Regions from separate parts of the Mus musculus genome. Here regions 2, 3, 4 and 5 are each linked to region 1. The links are chromatin contacts, called in public promoter capture Hi-C maps. All regions are on one chromosome and are shown on one strand. Each heading gives the region's core, a stretch centred on a gene start, on an enhancer-like site or on the middle of the called end of the contact. The rest is flanking DNA. Distances are from core to core; before and after follow the strand shown. Region 1 holds the start of Skp1 (S-phase kinase-associated protein 1). Region 2 holds the start of Hint1 (histidine triad nucleotide binding protein 1). Region 3 holds the start of Cdc42se2 (CDC42 small effector 2). Region 4 holds the start of Fnip1 (folliculin interacting protein 1). Region 5 holds the start of Mapk9 (mitogen-activated protein kinase 9).

Region 1 (2,945 bases), core at 274-2,773:
GCAGGCAGCGCTGCAGATAAAAAGCCTGAGAACTGTGGGTCTTTCATCTTCTGTCATCGACTCTGGCACCTGGCAGACATTGGATACCAGCAGACAAAGACCTGGTAATTCAACCCATTGCTTGGTCTCTCTGCCCAGTCTTGTCCTAGAGAAGCTGTAGTCTCTGGTTTCTTTAGGAGGCCCTGTGTGGAAAAGTCTTTTGTCTTCGTGGTGCCAGGAATACCAATCATGTGCTCACTGGTTAGGTGAGCCTGGCGCCTTGGTGGGGCTAGTGATGCTCCCTAGACACAGCAGGGCAGGGCAGGGCAGGGCAGGCAATTGCCCTCTTCCTGGCTGGGCTGAGGCCAGATGGGTGCTTTCAGGCCTCTCCCTTTACTTCAAAGCTGTTTCATTCTAGCGACCTTATCACAGCCTTCTTTGAGCCGCCTGTACAGCATAGCCTGTTCAGGTTGAGCCTGACTGTCCCCGTTCATTGCTGGATGGATCCCCAGCACTGGCCTCACAGATTGGCCTAGAGCATGGTTACCCAAAGAATGTAACCTCCATGCTACATTCACATTGACTCTCTCCAGGCTTGGCGCTTCACTCCAACAATGGCTATTTGGGGGCCTGGAAGCCTCTTCAAAGTTCAAAGGTAGGAAATAAAGGTGAAGATTAGCCAACAGGGTGGTCCTAGCCTCGAATCTCCAAGCTGGCTATTGGGAGGCAGACAGATCTGAGTTTAAATAGCGAGCTCCAAGCCTTATATAGTAAGACCCTGTCTCAAAACAAAACAACAAGAGTTTCAGGCAAGTATATATGTGGTGAAAATGCCTGTGACCCCAGCGCAGGTGGAAGGAGATCATGAATTTTAGACCAACCTGGTCAACATACTGAATTTACAGCTACTCTGTGCCAAACAGGGTCCCGTCTTAAAATGCAAAGAAAATAAAACTTTAAAAATCAAATAAGCAGGTGTACCATGTCAGGAGTATTTAAGAATTCTAAGCCGCCTAGGTTAAAGAAACACCTTTGTCTCAACATGGCATACATGTATATATATATATATATTTAATTCAGTATCAGTAGAGAAGGTTCAACTCCTGAACCCCTGGTCAGCAAACTCAATTCTATTTCCTTAGGTTATTAGGAGAGTAACGGTGGTCAGGCTGAGGCGACTCCTTTAAGGAAAACACACACCCACAACCGGTTTTGCGGTTTGTTGTTTCCAGGCTTTTCCAGGACTGGGGTCTTTCAAGCCGTTTAAGACAGCCCATGCCTGAAAGACCCTTCGGGTCGAGATGGTTTCCCAGCCGGTGCCGGAGTCCGCTTTGAAGGAGAGCATGGCGCTGTTTAGGCCAGCGGAGTAAGGAGGACGTCCCTCTCTTGCCCAGCCACCCCTCCACCCGCCGCCGCTCAGCACCTCTCCAGGAGACCTCTGCGGCGCTCAGGGTCTGCCGCCTGTGTTTCGACTGCCGTCAGGCGATCTCAACGGCCAGCCCGGCCGGCTGTGTGACGTCACGGGCTCGGGGTCCTCGGCGCCTGCGTCCCGCTGCTATAAAAGGCGACGCCGCGCGGCGCCGCTCGAGTGGCCTTGTTCTCGATACTTCGTTGTGGTTGTGAACTCTGTCCGGCAGCCTCGGGCCTGCGGTCTTGAGACGGAGCACCGTGAGTAGCAACCCGCGAGCCGGACACGTTCCTCGAGGGAGGGGCTGGGTGGGAGCCTCGCGTTGGCTGTGGAGTGCACGAGGCGGCGAGGCGACCTGGCCTCGTATCCTGAGGCGCCGTGCGGCCCGTTGCAGACCCCCGGACCGCGGGAGGCACGAGGAGGCCGAGTCAGGCCTTCAAGGGTCTCCCATCCTTTCGGCGCTCGCTCAGGGAAGAGAGTCGAGCCCTGTGGCAGGCCTGCCGCTTTGCAGGCGACGTCAGTCGGCCCCAAACGCGACTGGAAGGCCCAGGCTTCGTACCGGGCCTGCCTTAGCGACAGGCTTGCTGCTCCGCGCTCCAGGCCGGGTGGGCAGCGAGGCTTTGAGTAGGGGTCCTGGGCCGTTCCAGGTGGTGGCTGTCGTTGCCATTTGATTCTTGGCTCCCTCCCTTTTCTCCTGTATCTGGCGTCAATTAGCTCCTTATTGGTCTCACCTTTTTAACCACCGAATATGCAGGTAACAGACTCCCAATGTTTCTTTGCGTTTTGTCACGTTCTGCAGTCTCTGAACTTGTTACTGTAATAGACACTGTCGTCTGAGGTGTGTGGCATTTGACGCTAAAACCTGAGGTGTTTGGGTTTTTTAAGGGATAGTGCTAAAACCTGCCTTCTGGTTCACTTTTTCACGGAGTCCTCAGGTTTGGAGACTCAGTTTTTCAGCAGAATGTTACAGTAGACTGTATTGTGGCATAGAACAATGCAGTCTCTTCCGTCCTGCAGTGTAGTAACAAGTGTCAGAATTTCGAGTCACTTAAAACAGGTTTGTTTTTAAAGTCTGGTATACTAGAATTCTCATGCTAGACTTGGATGATTAATTTCCAAGTCTAGGAGCTTAGAGAACTGAAGAAGGGTTTTTTGAAAGCATATCAAATCGAAACCTCATACATTATTACTTAAAAATTTTGCACTTAATTCCAACACAACAACAAAAGTGAAGTCTAGGATTACAGAGTGCGTTGAATTACAGATTAACCGATTGCCTCCCTGTCATTTAATAAGATCCTGGCTCCCTTGCAAGTAACCTAATACCTAAATTTGACTATGACTAAGCACATCTTTATTTATTGTGAATTATTTCAAGGAAATACGGGGTGGTCTTTTAAAATAATTTTATCAACTACATAGACTTGTTCTGGAATGCTCATTGTAGTACTAGAGATCATAAAAAGAACACAGTGTCTTGCTATTAAAAACTGGCCTATTTTAACTTTTATTGTTGCCTTATCATAGGGAGGGTCTGCTGCTCTGACTTCTCTGTTCT
Region 2 (2,924 bases), core at 263-2,762, 2.6 Mb after region 1:
CTAGGCTGGCCTTGAACTCAGAGATCTGTCCGCCTCTGCCCTAGAGTGCTGACATTAAAGTCATGCACTACTATCATCTGGCTTAAGTTTTCCCATTTTATTTTTTTTTAATTATGTGTATACATGTGTGTGTGTGTGTGAGACCTGTGTGCTCACATGTCCATGGGTGACTGAAGACATCCTGCTAGGCCAAAGGCATCTGACTTCCCTGGAGCTGGAGTTACAGGCAGTTGTGATGTTTGTGCTGGCCTCTGTGAGAACAGTTTGTGTTCTTGATCGCTGAACCATCTCTCTAAGTCCCCAAGGTTTCTTCCTATGGCCACTTGGAGATTGTCAGATAAGAGGGCCAGGAACAAAATCTAATGAGGTATGGAAATGGAGGCTTAGCGTGCAGGAAAAAAAAAAAAAAAAACCAACATCCAGAGGGCAAGGGTGTGAGATGTTGAAAGAAGACAAGGGTAACAACTGTAGCAACCAGGCCAACAGATCTATATGACAACTGCGATTGTCTAGAGAACGCTGATTGGAGGTCCTGCCTAATCCCGACAAGGAGGAAATGACCCAAAGGACCAATGATGACAAAGTGCACACCATATGTAGAAAACACTTTTTAGGAGGAGCAAAGGGATAGAGAGGAGGAAGGGTGGAGGTGGGGCCAAGGAAGACTTTTTGTTTCTTCCAGGTGGAGCATCTTACCTGAAGCTGATTCCTGCCGGGGAAAATGGCCCAAGAGGCTTACAAACAACTGCCACCTAAGGTCTCATCTCTGCAGTCTTGGACTTAATTGATGCAGAGTGTGGCCAGAGATGTTTAAAGAGCTCCCAAGTGGTTTTTAGTGTGTAGTTATGACTGAGAATTGCTGCCACACACAGCAAGAAACAAACAAACAAAAAAACCCCACCTGATGTAAGACTTCACCTGGCTCTTAGCTAAGGCCTCAAACAGCTGAGGGTTTAAACGATCACGGTCAAGAGCACTTGTTCCTCTTGCAGAAAGGACCAGGCTTCAGTTCCCTCCACCCACATGGCTCACAACTGTAACTCCAGTTCCAGGGGATCCAAAGCATTAGATGTGATTCACTCTTACACATGCTTGCAAAATACTCATCTACATATAAAATAAAAATCTTTTTTAAAAAATTAAAAAAGGGAAGGCTAAGGTATCACACCCAGTAAATGTGATCAGAACAACTTGAAATAGAAACCAGACTGTTCTGGAGCAGGGTCTCGGGTAGCCCAGGCTGGCCTCAAACAATGTGGAGAAGGATGAACTAAACTCTTCCATCCTCCTGTCTTCATTTCTCAAACTCTGGGATTACAGGCGTGCAGCACCAAGCCGGGCTCGTGAGAGGAAGGGATCAAACCTAGAACTCCGTACGCGCTTGGAAAGCACTGTACCAAGCCGAGCCTCCTCCCAGAACTGGCAAATCAAAATTTCCTATAGAGGTGCAGAGGCAAAGAAAGGGCGTTTCCTCCGCCCATTTCGTTCCCTCGCTCGCCGCACGCCGGCGCCAGTGCGCACGCGCAGGCCCACCGGGCGCGAGCCGGCAGTCTCCGCGCGCTCCCGCGGTTCCTCTCCCCACTGTGGCCGCGGCGCGGGAAGGACAGTGAGCGGCCGCGATGGCTGACGAGATTGCCAAGGCTCAAGTGGCCCAGCCCGGCGGCGACACGATCTTCGGCAAGATCATCCGCAAAGAAATCCCCGCCAAGATCATCTTCGAGGACGACCGGGTAGGCTTGCCGCTTGCCCGGCGACACGCCGGCGTTCCCTGAGGAGCCGCGGGCCTGAGGCGACGCGCGGCCCGGCTGGCCTGGCCCTGCGCCCGCGTGGCCCTGCGGCGCGTGCCTGCGCTCGGGTTACGCGTTATCGGCCGCTCGGCCCGCCGCGTGTCGCGGCCCTGGTGAGGTGATGCGGGCGGAGGCCCCGGGAGGTGACGCCCGCCCGGGCCCCCTGTAAAGTGCAGACCCGTGGGGTGACGCCCACCGGGGCCCGCGGCCGCCACCCACCACGCGGGTGTCAATCTGGCCTTCGGGAAACCGGATCCTGCCCCCGGCGCAATCTCCGCGATCTCCCGCGCGCAGCGGTCCCCGCACTGCGAGGTGACCGGGGATTCGAGATCCTTATGCTCCCTGTCCCCTGCTCCGGCTGCAGACGTTGCCTCTGGGGACTGGAATTAGCCCTTCAAGCTTTTTAAAAAAATACTGCTTTAGGGTGTTTTGTTTGTTTTATTTTAATAGATCGGCTTCACTACTCTAGGCAGGCCATGAACTTGCTGACTAACTAACTGGGGCGGACCTTGAACCCTTGATCCCCCGCCTCCACCACCCATATGCTAAGGATTGCAGGCAGCCCACACCCTGCTGATCGGAGAAAACATTTATGGTGCAAGATCCAAAGTTGTATTTTTTCCCCTCCTTGATAGATGAAATCTCAGTCGATAGTGAAGACCAATTTTGTAAATTATTCCCTAGACAGTTCTGTTTATGGCTTTCAGTCTCACATAAAGCAGGGTGGGAGCTTGGCCCATTGACCAAAAGGTTTTATACGGGTTTGTTCAGTTCACTTTAAGAAACATGCAATATGAGAAAGCATTAATGCTACTGGTAATGTTCACATAGACTTGAAATAGTACTCCAAATTTCATTGGGTTCTTGAGGTGAGTTTTATTTAAATTGCCTGTATTTGTCACTAGTCTTAGAAAAAGGCCCATTTCATTTACAAAGTTTGCAAGTCTTTTAGTGTGTTCTGTAATCCCAGTCCCACCATCCATAAGACTGGCCAGCCTGTATTATGGAATAAGACCCTAACTCAAAAACAAAGCAAAACAGAACACTTGCAAAGAAAGAAAGAAAAAGCTTTAAACACAAAACCAGCATCCTGTGGTTCTTGCACTTGGAAGGTGGAGGGAAGAGAATCAGTTTAAG
Region 3 (2,984 bases), core at 167-2,666, 2.6 Mb after region 1:
GTATGCTGGGTAAACTGTGATGTTTAACCACCAAGGCGACATTAGATCCCCTCCCCTAAAGTTCAGAGCTCTCTCTCCCTGGCTCATAGAGATCCAAGACTGACCATGCCACAGTCCCTCCAAAGCCCACACACATCTTTACTCCTACTACATAGAAAGCTAGACCTCAAAATGCACCCCAAACATCTTTCTCAATTATTTTCAAAGAAAAGGAGAAATCAGGCCTGCTGAGAAACAGAAATCTGTAAGCCAACTTCTCTCAAAAATTTCACATCTCAAAGGTACTATCTGCTATGCTGGCTGGCAATAATGACCAACTAATTATTAATAGTTTACATGGGGATGGGGGACAGAAACTTGCTAGGCATTCTTTCCAATAGTCCTTTATCTGAGTCAAGAAGCTATGTGCCTCATCTTACTAGTAGGAACAGTTCTGTGTGGTGTTTTAAGATTCATTCATTATATCAATATTTTACTAAGCAAGGGTCCTTTAAGAGCATTTAATTTTCTTTCTTTCTTTCTTCCCCCCCCCCCCTCTTTTTGTGGCGGGTGGGAGTACTGGGGAACTGAACTACTCTGGGCCGCCTCCTACATGCAAGGCAAGTTCCCTACCACTGAGCTGTACTCCCAGGCCCAGAACGTCTCAGTGCTGCGCTCTGCACATCACTACCAAACTCCTCCAGGAAAGCTCGGCAGTAGCAATCACTGCCGCTAAAACGGAATTCCCAGGGTTGCCTGAAATCAGCCGGCACCGGGCTGCTCCTCAGCTCGAAATGCGGACGTCAGCGAGCCGCTACCTACCACACCCGTTAGTAATGCTCACCACCGTGGCCGCGAGCTCCCGGTGCAACAACCTGTAAGAGTCGCCGCAGCGACTGCGAGGCAGTGGCCCGGCTTCCTCTCTCGGGGTCCCAGGCAGGCCGGGCGGGAGTCGGGGTTCGGGAGCCCAGCCGCTCCGCGCCGGTCCAGACTGGCGGGGCTGCGGACTGGGGGAGGGGTCCGTAGCGCCTCCCCCATCGGGAAGGTGCAGGCTACGGTGAAAGCTGGCCTCACGGAGAATGAAGAGAACCATACGCCGGTCCTCGCGTGAGGACCTCGCCCAGACTGGAAAATGGAGCCGCCGCAGCCTCAGTCAGTCCGCAGCCCCAGTCTGCTGCCCCAGTCCGCAGCGCGGAGAGGCCCGGGCCGCGCTCGCCCTCAACCTTCCGAGTGGCGACCCTACACTTGGCGCCTCGGGCGGCGGGGCCAACGTGGGGCCCTCTCCCTCACTCACCGTCGCCTTTGTCTCCGCCGCCTGCTCCAGCCGCGCGGCTCCGAGCGCCGGCTCCGAAGCTTCCAGGATCTCCACACACCAAGCAGCTGCGCTCCCCGCTTCGGGCTCCGCCCTCCCGCCTAGGCTCTGGCGCGCAGAGGCGGAGCCACAAGCGGTGTGTGCGGCTGCGCGGCTACGCCCCCACTACAAGGACACGCCCTGTCCCCCCCCAGTAGGCGGGCTGGTAGCTGTGAGGCCCCGCCCAGTGAGGGAGTGGCGAGACCTAGGGGATGCTAGGCGCGCAAAGAGTGACCGCTGGGTGGGCTACGGGGAAGATGGATGCCGCTGCCTCGCGCCACAGCACCTTCCTGTCCGGATCCAGCCGTAGACGTGCCCGGGCGAGCAAGGCGCTGCTAGGCAGAGCTGGCCAGCACCAGATGTCTCTCACGCTCAGATCACGTTACTTTCAAGGAATCAGAATCACTGACTCATTGGAGAGTCAAGAATATCTACCTGGCATTTGAAAAGTTCGTCTCTGTGACTTCTTGTGGGATCGTTTTTTTTTTTGGTTTTTTTTTTTTTTTTTTTTTTTTGGTTTTGCTTTGACGTTGTTTGAGGGAGGGCCTTTTTGTAGCCCCAGAGTGGCCTCAAACTCACTATATAGGTAAGGATGGCCTGGATCTTGTGATCCTCCTGCCTCCGTCTCCCAAGCGCTGGGATTACTAGTGTATGTCACAAGCTTAAGGACTTTTGGAGTAGAACCCTGGCTGACCTGGAACTCACAGCAGTCCTCCTGCCTCAGCCACCACATTTTATGACTACATTAACTTTACACTTTAGGCACCCAGAAGCAAGAAACAAATGGACGCCTTCCCACTGAAATCTAGCCACACATACTCAGACAGGGAGCTGCATGACCATCACTATTGATAGGAAATTTCTAGCTTGTTCAGTGACAAAACTGGAGTACTCCTTGGTTCCTCTTATTCTCAATTTCACATCCATTCTGTCCATAAGGGTAATTGGCGTGGTTCTACATTCAAACAAAAAGAAAATCAGACTGTTCATCTACATTGTTTCTGTCATCCGTGGTCCCAGTCACACTTCAGTGGCTTTCTTAAATGACCTCCCTGACCACCATCAACAAACTGTGTTGTCAAAACAAGAGGGAGAATATCCTCCCGCAAGGAGAGTCAGCTCATGTCTCATCCGATCAAAATCCACCAGTGTTCCCGTTACTGTAGAAGATAACATCTTTACAATGGCTGACAAAGCCTCTGAGATTTTTTTTTTTCCCTATAGGTCTCAGAATTCATCTCCAGTCTCACTGGTGCTTGCAATGTCCAGTCTATACTCAGGGACTAGGACATTCTCTAATGTCTGCCTTCTCCCCTCAACTCCACTCAGATCTTCTTTAACAATGATGCGTAGCCTAAACCCACTTCTTTACATTGCTACAGGCTCAATCCTTCCCCCATCTATCTGCCCTTGTTCTCCTGTTCCCAGAACAGTCTGCACAATTTATTCTGTTAATTTTGCTCCTGTCTTCCCCACTAGAAGCTGGGTGTTTGGGTTGGCTGGATTTGATTTCTGCAGTGCTGTAGGTGAAACCCAGGGCCTTGCTCTGGCTTGGTGAGTACCACACACATGCAGACCTTTGAGGCTGGGGATAACTGTTCTAATCAACTAATCAGTCCCAAGTGCCTAGAGGAAATGAAAAAAAAATTAAATA
Region 4 (3,119 bases), core at 413-2,912, 2.2 Mb after region 1:
GAAGCTCACTCTGTAGACCAGGCTAGTCTCAAACTCACAGAGATCCACCCTCTTCTGCCTCCAGAGTGTTGAGATTAAGAGTGTATGCCACCACTGCTTGGCTGCAAATTCTCGTTTTAGTTATCTATAATTAGTGCTTTTTAAATGTCTTGTGTACTGGAGCGGTGGAGACAGGAGAGTGAACTGGAGACTTCTCCCTCCTCCTCCAACACCTTCAGAAGGCAGCTCTGGAGATGAAGTGCTTGCTGTGTGAACAAGAAGACCTGCATTCCATTCCCAGAATCTACTTCAAGGATGGGCAAAGGAATGCAAGGTTGTGATTCTTGTGCTGTCAAAGAAGATGAAGCAGAAAGGTCATCCTACACTACTTGGTGAGCTCCAGGCCAGCAAGAGACCCTGTCTCAATAAATATAAAAAAGTCTTGTAACATGAGACTTTGTAACATGTTGTAACAGCTCAACATGCTGACCAGTGATAAATTATTAACGATATAAAAATATCCTGCTAATTTTTCTTTTATTCTTTTGTTTTGTTTTCTTGTTTTGTTTTTTCGAGACAGGATCTTTCTGTGTAGCCCTGGCTGTCCTGGAACTCACTCTGTAGACCAGGCTGACCTTGAACTCAGAAATCTGCCTGCCTCTGCCTCCCAAGTACTGGGATTAAAGACGTGTGCCACCACTGCCCGGCATTTTTTCTTTTTCCCATGTAAATAAGGGCTACTTATTTATTTTTTTTCAACTGCAGATCAGCTGACAACTTCTTAAAGATTTGGTTCCTATGTCTAGCTAAGTGAAATTCTCAAGCGTCTTTGTCTACCCTTGCAAACATACACCAGTATTTCCCCACATTCATCCACATTTCTCAGAGAACTTCATTCCACTGTACGAAATCCCTCATCCTGGTAAACGGATGACGAATTTGATCTGAACACTGATGGTTTGATAAGACTGGAAGGATGTTCGTGAGCTGTATTTTCCGTTTTGAGAGCAGTCTTGCCATTTGGTAACAATGTTACAGTTCCTCCTTTCCTCATACCCAGATATTAAAGATATACAGCTTTGTTTCATGGAAGTTCTGATTGTCTCTCTTAGACATTTTGCTAAACTTCTTGTTTGGTGATGAGGATCAAACCCAGGGCCTCTAACTACTGAGCTCTTTAACCGCAGTCTTTCAAATTCTAAATACTTAGCATAAAGGGTTAGATATTTTTAGATAGATGTCTTTTTTTTTTTTTTTTTTTTTTTTTTTTTTTTACGGCTGCTTGCCTCTCTTGGTTTTGCTTGTGATCTTTTTGGTTACCAAGGAGATCGAGCCTGAGCCCCCAGTCGCTAGATCTTCCTAGAGACTAAGTGCGGGCGTCAATGGAAACCGCACCTCAAGTCACAGACCTAGGTCTCCTCCTAGAGCCCTAGCAGTTTGGGAGGGTCAGAGGCGGGCCTGGGTCCCAGAGGCTTTCTCTTGCCACCCAGCCGCGCGCGCCCTCGCACGCCCCGCCCCGTGAGAGGCCGCGTGACGGACCCGTGAGCCAGCCAATGGCAGGCGGCCCCGCCTCCCCACCCCCACCCCGCCCCCCGCTCAGTTTGCTGCCACGTGATACGGCTCGTCGCCAGCCAATCGCCGCGACCTCAATCTCGCGCTCCGCCCCGCGCGCCGTGGCCGTTTGAAGTGACTAATTTCTGTCATATGACTGAGGCGCCCATGGGGGTGGCGGGGTGGCGGTAGGAGCGGGGGGCCTCCTGCGAGCTCCCAGCCGAGCGACCCCAGTCTTGCGGCGGCCAGCATGGCCCCCACCCTGTTCCAGAAGCTCTTCAGCAAGCGGAGCGGATTAGGCGCGCCGGGACGAGACGCCCGCGACCCGGACTGCGCGTTCAGGTGAGGCGTCGCGGGCCCCCGAGGGGTCGCGGCCTCGGGCGGGGCGTGCGGTCCCCTGCCCTCTTCGCTAGGCTGTTTATGCCCCGCCCGCGCCACGCGCCGCGTCCCCAGCCCCAGCACGGCGGCCTCGGGAGGCTGTCGGTCCGCACGCTGCCCGGGCTGCGACCTCACCGCAGGCCTCCGGGGCCCGGCCGGGAGCTGCTGTCTCCCTGTGATCCGCAGCCCTCGGGTGGCTTTGTGCAGACTGTCGCGCGTTCGGCCAACCTGCGGAGCACTGAGGAGGCTGGAGGAGCGAGTGGGCAGGCTGGCGGTCTGTCAGGCTTCTTGGAAACTAAAATTGGAGCTGTGCAGTTCTCTTGCCGAGCGACCTTAGTGTTATCGAAGGAGAAATGCGAAACCGAAGTGGTTAGGGTTACTACTGACCAGACTCGAGGAGGACTTGCGGTAGAACTTACTGTCGAATTTTCTTTCCCTTCTTACACCTGTTACTGAAAAGGAGTTTCTTGCAAATGGAAAACGGTAGCTGTGTGTGTGTGTGTGTGTGTGTGTGTGTGTGTTTGTTTGTGATTGCATGCTTTGTTTCTTTCTGATTGCAGTACCTGTTGCTGGTACAGTAACTTTTTAGAATTGTCAGATATATAGAAGCTTAGCTCAATGGTTAAATTCAGCCGTGGAATTGTATTTGAAGAAGATATTGTTTTGTCTTCCATAATGCGCTATGGAAACTTTCGCATGTAACTAGGCCAAATGTCACATATCAGACAAACTTGGCTGTATGGCCGAGAACTCAGTTGTACAGTAATAGTAAAAGGGAAACAGTGTCAAATTTTGCAGCAAGCCCAAGTATCAGATGACTGCACTACATAAGTCTTAGAGGCTTTAATATTTTTCAAATTATCCACGCTGTCAATAATACAGATCCCATCAGGAAACAATGTGTGAGATTGAATATCAAATGGCAAGTAATTTAACTGATATTTAATGGGAGAAAAAGGTCAGTTACCGTTTTGGAAACAAGCTTAACAAAAGAATTTTCATGGCAGTGGCTTTTCTTCGTAATGGGAAGTAAATGTCTTGTGCCGTAGTCATCTGACAGTTGTTTTTCCTTTGAAAAGCGAAAGTGCAGATAACACCAGATAATACACCGGGACACCTAGGAAAACCAGAGACCCGGGAAGCAGCCTCTGGAGAGAGATTTAAAAGATAACATTTGAATAGACCACTGTTTCTATTTCTGTGCAGAGACT
Region 5 (3,167 bases), core at 519-3,018, 2.4 Mb before region 1:
GTGCTGGTTTTTAATAATGCCAACTGCTGGCTCTGTTTTCTTTGGAGCTTCTAAAGCAGTGACGGGAAGAGCCGAGGTGAGGACAGGTGTGGACAGAAGCTCACAAAAAGAACCTTTCTCAAAGCAGCACACTCAGGAACTAGGAGAATTTTGAGCAGGAATAAACCATACTCCCCCTGGTGGCCAGCATGGGGGTGGCCAAAGGAGGACTCTGCTAGTTGGGCTTGGTCAACTCGATTTAGTCCTATCTGGGAAGAGAGACTTTTAACTGAGACAATGCCTCCCTAAGATTGGTCTGTAATAAAGTTTGTGGGGACATTTTCTTCACAAATGATTGATGTGGGAGGGCCTAGCACACTGGAGGCAGTTCCATCCCTGACCTAGTGAGCTGCGTTCCCCCACTTCCTCTGCTTTGGTTCCTGCCTTGAGTTTCCTACTTCCTTTAACGATGGAGTGTGACCTCAGAGTTCTAATCCAAAATAAACCCTCTCCTCCCCGAAGTGCTTTCTGGTCATTGTGCCTTGTCACACCAATATAAAAGCAGAATAGGACAGAGACACTGTGATTGTCTGGATCCCCTTCTCGACCCTACTGCTCCTCTGAGCCTCCACCACCCTAGTTCAGTGCTTGAAACCAGAGTCACAGCTCTCTTCAAATTCTGCGGAGATTCATGGGGCCTCCTAGTCTCTTGATCTTCCTATACGCAGAGTCCTTCTCCCTGGCTCCTCCTTGGCATCTTGTGACTACAGCTCTACCACCATAGACACCACTTGTCAACTACTGTCTCCATTTTTCCAATCCCTTATTGACCAGTCCTCAGCCTAACCTGTTCGTAGCTTCCCTCAGTGTGTTCAACGTCCCTGTCTCACTTGCAGCCTCTCTATCAAAACACAGAGTAGTCAGAATCCCAAATTCTGAGTTTTCCAAACATCTGATTCACCTCAGACCTTCTGGAACCTACTTGAGAGCCAGAGGTCTGCAGAAGCGTCAACAAAAGCAGCAGTGTTAAAGACCCACTGTCTAGAAGCCCTTCAGCACTGGACGGACACCCTCCTCACCCCTCTACACCAAAGCAGAAACTTGTCTCTTATAAGAGGCCTCTTTAGGCTATACCCGTCACTGACTCATCAGGGTCATGGTCACCGTCTCCCCAACCCCCACCTTCTGGACATCTGGCCGCACCCCTGTTATGATCCCATTCAGTGTGGCATCTGCCTTAGTGAAAAACAAACCCCAAGGCCCCGCGGCTTGTCCTGGTTCTTCCTCCGGGGCCGTTGTACTCCAGGTTCCCAGGCTTCAAGTCCTTGATCATGCCCAGAACTCTTGTCTAACCCGGCTGTCTTTAGTCCTTTTCCAAGTCGCCTCTCCATTTGCACCTGCTACAACCGAGGCCTGACAATGGCTCCTACACTGTAGTCGCAAAGTCACGCCTCGCCCCTCCCCGGCTCTGGCTCCCCTTGGCCCACCCTCTCCGGCGCATGCGGGTCTCCTGGCCCTGGAGGGCGGGCTCAGGAGACGGTCCTAGCTTGACCTGGATCCCTAACTCTGTGCACACTGGCGGACGCTCTTCCAGCAAGCAGACGGTCAGACGGCGAGCCGCCTAGGGGGCGCCACTCTGCACTAGGGCATCCAGAGCGCGCCACTGGCCCCGCCCACACCCAGCCTCCAGCCACGCCCGTACTGCCCAGCCTTGCCCACCCCCAGTCTCAATTGGTCCCGCCTGTCTGGATATCCTAGTTCTGATTGGCTGGCCTAAGAATCCGTCAGACTGAGCGCCGCGGCGGCGGCGGCGGCGGTGGCAGCAGCGGAGCAGAAGGGAACCGGACCGGAAGGGTCGCAGCGCCCCGCGCCCCTCACACCCACTGCGACGGCGACGGGGCGGAGCAGAGCGGGGCGGGGCGACCGGGTCCAGGTCGTGGAGCTGGGTGCCGCCAGAACGCATCGCCGCCAGCGTGCCCTCCCTCTGCCTCCGGCGCGGCGGCGCGGAGCCGAGGTGAGCCGGGCGGGCGGCTAGGCCTGGCGGGGCTGCTCGGGCCACGCAGGGCCTGGGGTGCGGGGCTCAGGGGGTGGACTGCTCGGTACTGCCCGGCTATCCACGGTTCCGCGGTCGTTCTCTCCCGCCTGGTGTGTGCAGCCCCAGGGCTGCAGGCCGGCTGTCTGGCCGGGCCCCAGCAGACCTGCCCGCAGGGATCTGTGGGCGCCTTTCCTCCAGCTGTGAGGCACGTCGCTGCACCCCGCTGCATGCCCTGGAGCCTGAGCTCTGGTCCCCGCGACCTTGGCGGTGACTGCGACCCTCACTGGCCCTCTGCTTTCCCCTCGGGAGTAATGGTAGAATGTCTAGGGTTTGGTCGGGGTTGTTAACGGGCAGTGTAACTGTCTCAAAGCGTTAGGGCAGAGAAGCCTAAGGCGCACATTTGAGAGCATCTGAGTGGGTAAATAAATGCTCCCTTGCTGATGTGAGTGTCGTAGGAACTCCCCCTCATCCGCTTAGAGTCCTCCCCCACTTCTGCCCCCCCTCCCGAGCCTTGTCATTCATCTTCAGTGCCCAGCAAAGCCAGAGTGGGCCCTGCCCACCTCCTCCGCCACTCCTTCCCCTCTTAACAGAAGCAGATCTCTGCTCTCCTATCCTAAGCTCACCTGCCTTGGGCATGCCAAAATCATTTATTTACCTCAGGACCTTTGCACTTCGATTTCTCTATGTTCAGAGTTGTCTATAAGATTTTTACCCAGCTGTCTTCTCTCACATCGCTTCCTCCTGTGGTTCAGTGTCTTGTTATAGGCGAGGCCTACCTAGCTTGACCACCCTTTTCCCTCGCTTAGTCATTCTCGCTCATCAGTTTCTTTAATTTTCCATCCAGTACCTACTCTGGATTGATGCTATCTGATTTATTGCCCCGTCCTTTTTGTATAGCATGGTGAGTACAGGTAGTTGTTTCATCTGTAAAGTCAGATCAGTGAATGAACAGTAAGACCATCCCTGCCTATTATTATCTCTGCTTTGTCCATTTTGTTGGTGACTTTAACTTGTGAAACTTGTAAGCAAACAGACGCTGATTCTCACTTTGTGAAATATTTTCATGTTTTTAATCTCTTTCTAGTAGCTGTCAGAACAATTTGTGATAAAAAAAATACGTTTTGGTAAGAGTTTTGCTCTGGCTTCCTTCCAC

Evidence for each region. Promoter capture Hi-C pulls out the DNA fragments that hold promoters and counts their contacts. Capture Hi-C pulls out chosen DNA fragments and counts their contacts.
Region 2: a promoter capture Hi-C map of liver shows a contact between it and region 1, with 2.9 times the contacts expected there. The contact joins the promoter of Hint1 here to the promoter of Skp1 in region 1.
Region 3: a contact with region 1 is called in a promoter capture Hi-C map of liver, with 4 times the contacts expected there. The contact joins the promoter of Cdc42se2 here to the promoter of Skp1 in region 1. A contact is called at or near these places in 2 of 39 promoter capture datasets (cranial neural crest and liver).
Region 4: a contact with region 1 is called in a promoter capture Hi-C map of liver, with 2.4 times the contacts expected there. The contact joins the promoter of Fnip1 here to the promoter of Skp1 in region 1.
Region 5: a promoter capture Hi-C map of liver shows a contact between it and region 1, with 2.9 times the contacts expected there. The contact joins the promoter of Mapk9 here to the promoter of Skp1 in region 1. A contact is called at or near these places in 1 of 39 promoter capture datasets (liver) and 1 of 9 other capture datasets (liver).

What each region holds. Positions count from the first base shown.
Region 1 is chr11:52,230,472-52,233,416 of GRCm38.p6, forward strand. Skp1 (S-phase kinase-associated protein 1) reads left to right here and starts at 1,524. Exons shown (of 6, transcript NM_011543.4): 1 at 1,524-1,647.
Region 2 is chr11:54,864,871-54,867,794 of GRCm38.p6, forward strand. It overlaps Hint1 (histidine triad nucleotide binding protein 1), which reads left to right and starts at 1,513. Exons shown (of 3, transcript NM_008248.3): 1 at 1,513-1,730. The coding sequence starts at 1,620.
Region 3 is chr11:54,786,287-54,789,270 of GRCm38.p6, forward strand. It overlaps Cdc42se2 (CDC42 small effector 2), which reads right to left and starts at 1,417. Exons shown (of 6, transcript NM_178626.3): 1 at 1,274-1,417.
Region 4 is chr11:54,436,517-54,439,635 of GRCm38.p6, forward strand. Fnip1 (folliculin interacting protein 1) reads left to right here and starts at 1,663. Exons shown (of 18, transcript NM_173753.4): 1 at 1,663-1,872. The coding sequence starts at 1,781. LOC115487771 (a long non-coding RNA gene) reads left to right here and starts at 1,879. Exons shown (of 2, transcript XR_003949675.1): 1 at 1,879-2,391; 2 at 3,115-3,119.
Region 5 is chr11:49,844,983-49,848,149 of GRCm38.p6, forward strand. Mapk9 (mitogen-activated protein kinase 9) reads left to right here and starts at 1,769. Exons shown (of 12, transcript NM_207692.2): 1 at 1,769-1,993. It overlaps Gm36507 (a long non-coding RNA gene), which reads right to left and starts at 1,315. Exons shown (of 4, transcript XR_003949545.1): 1 at 1,233-1,315.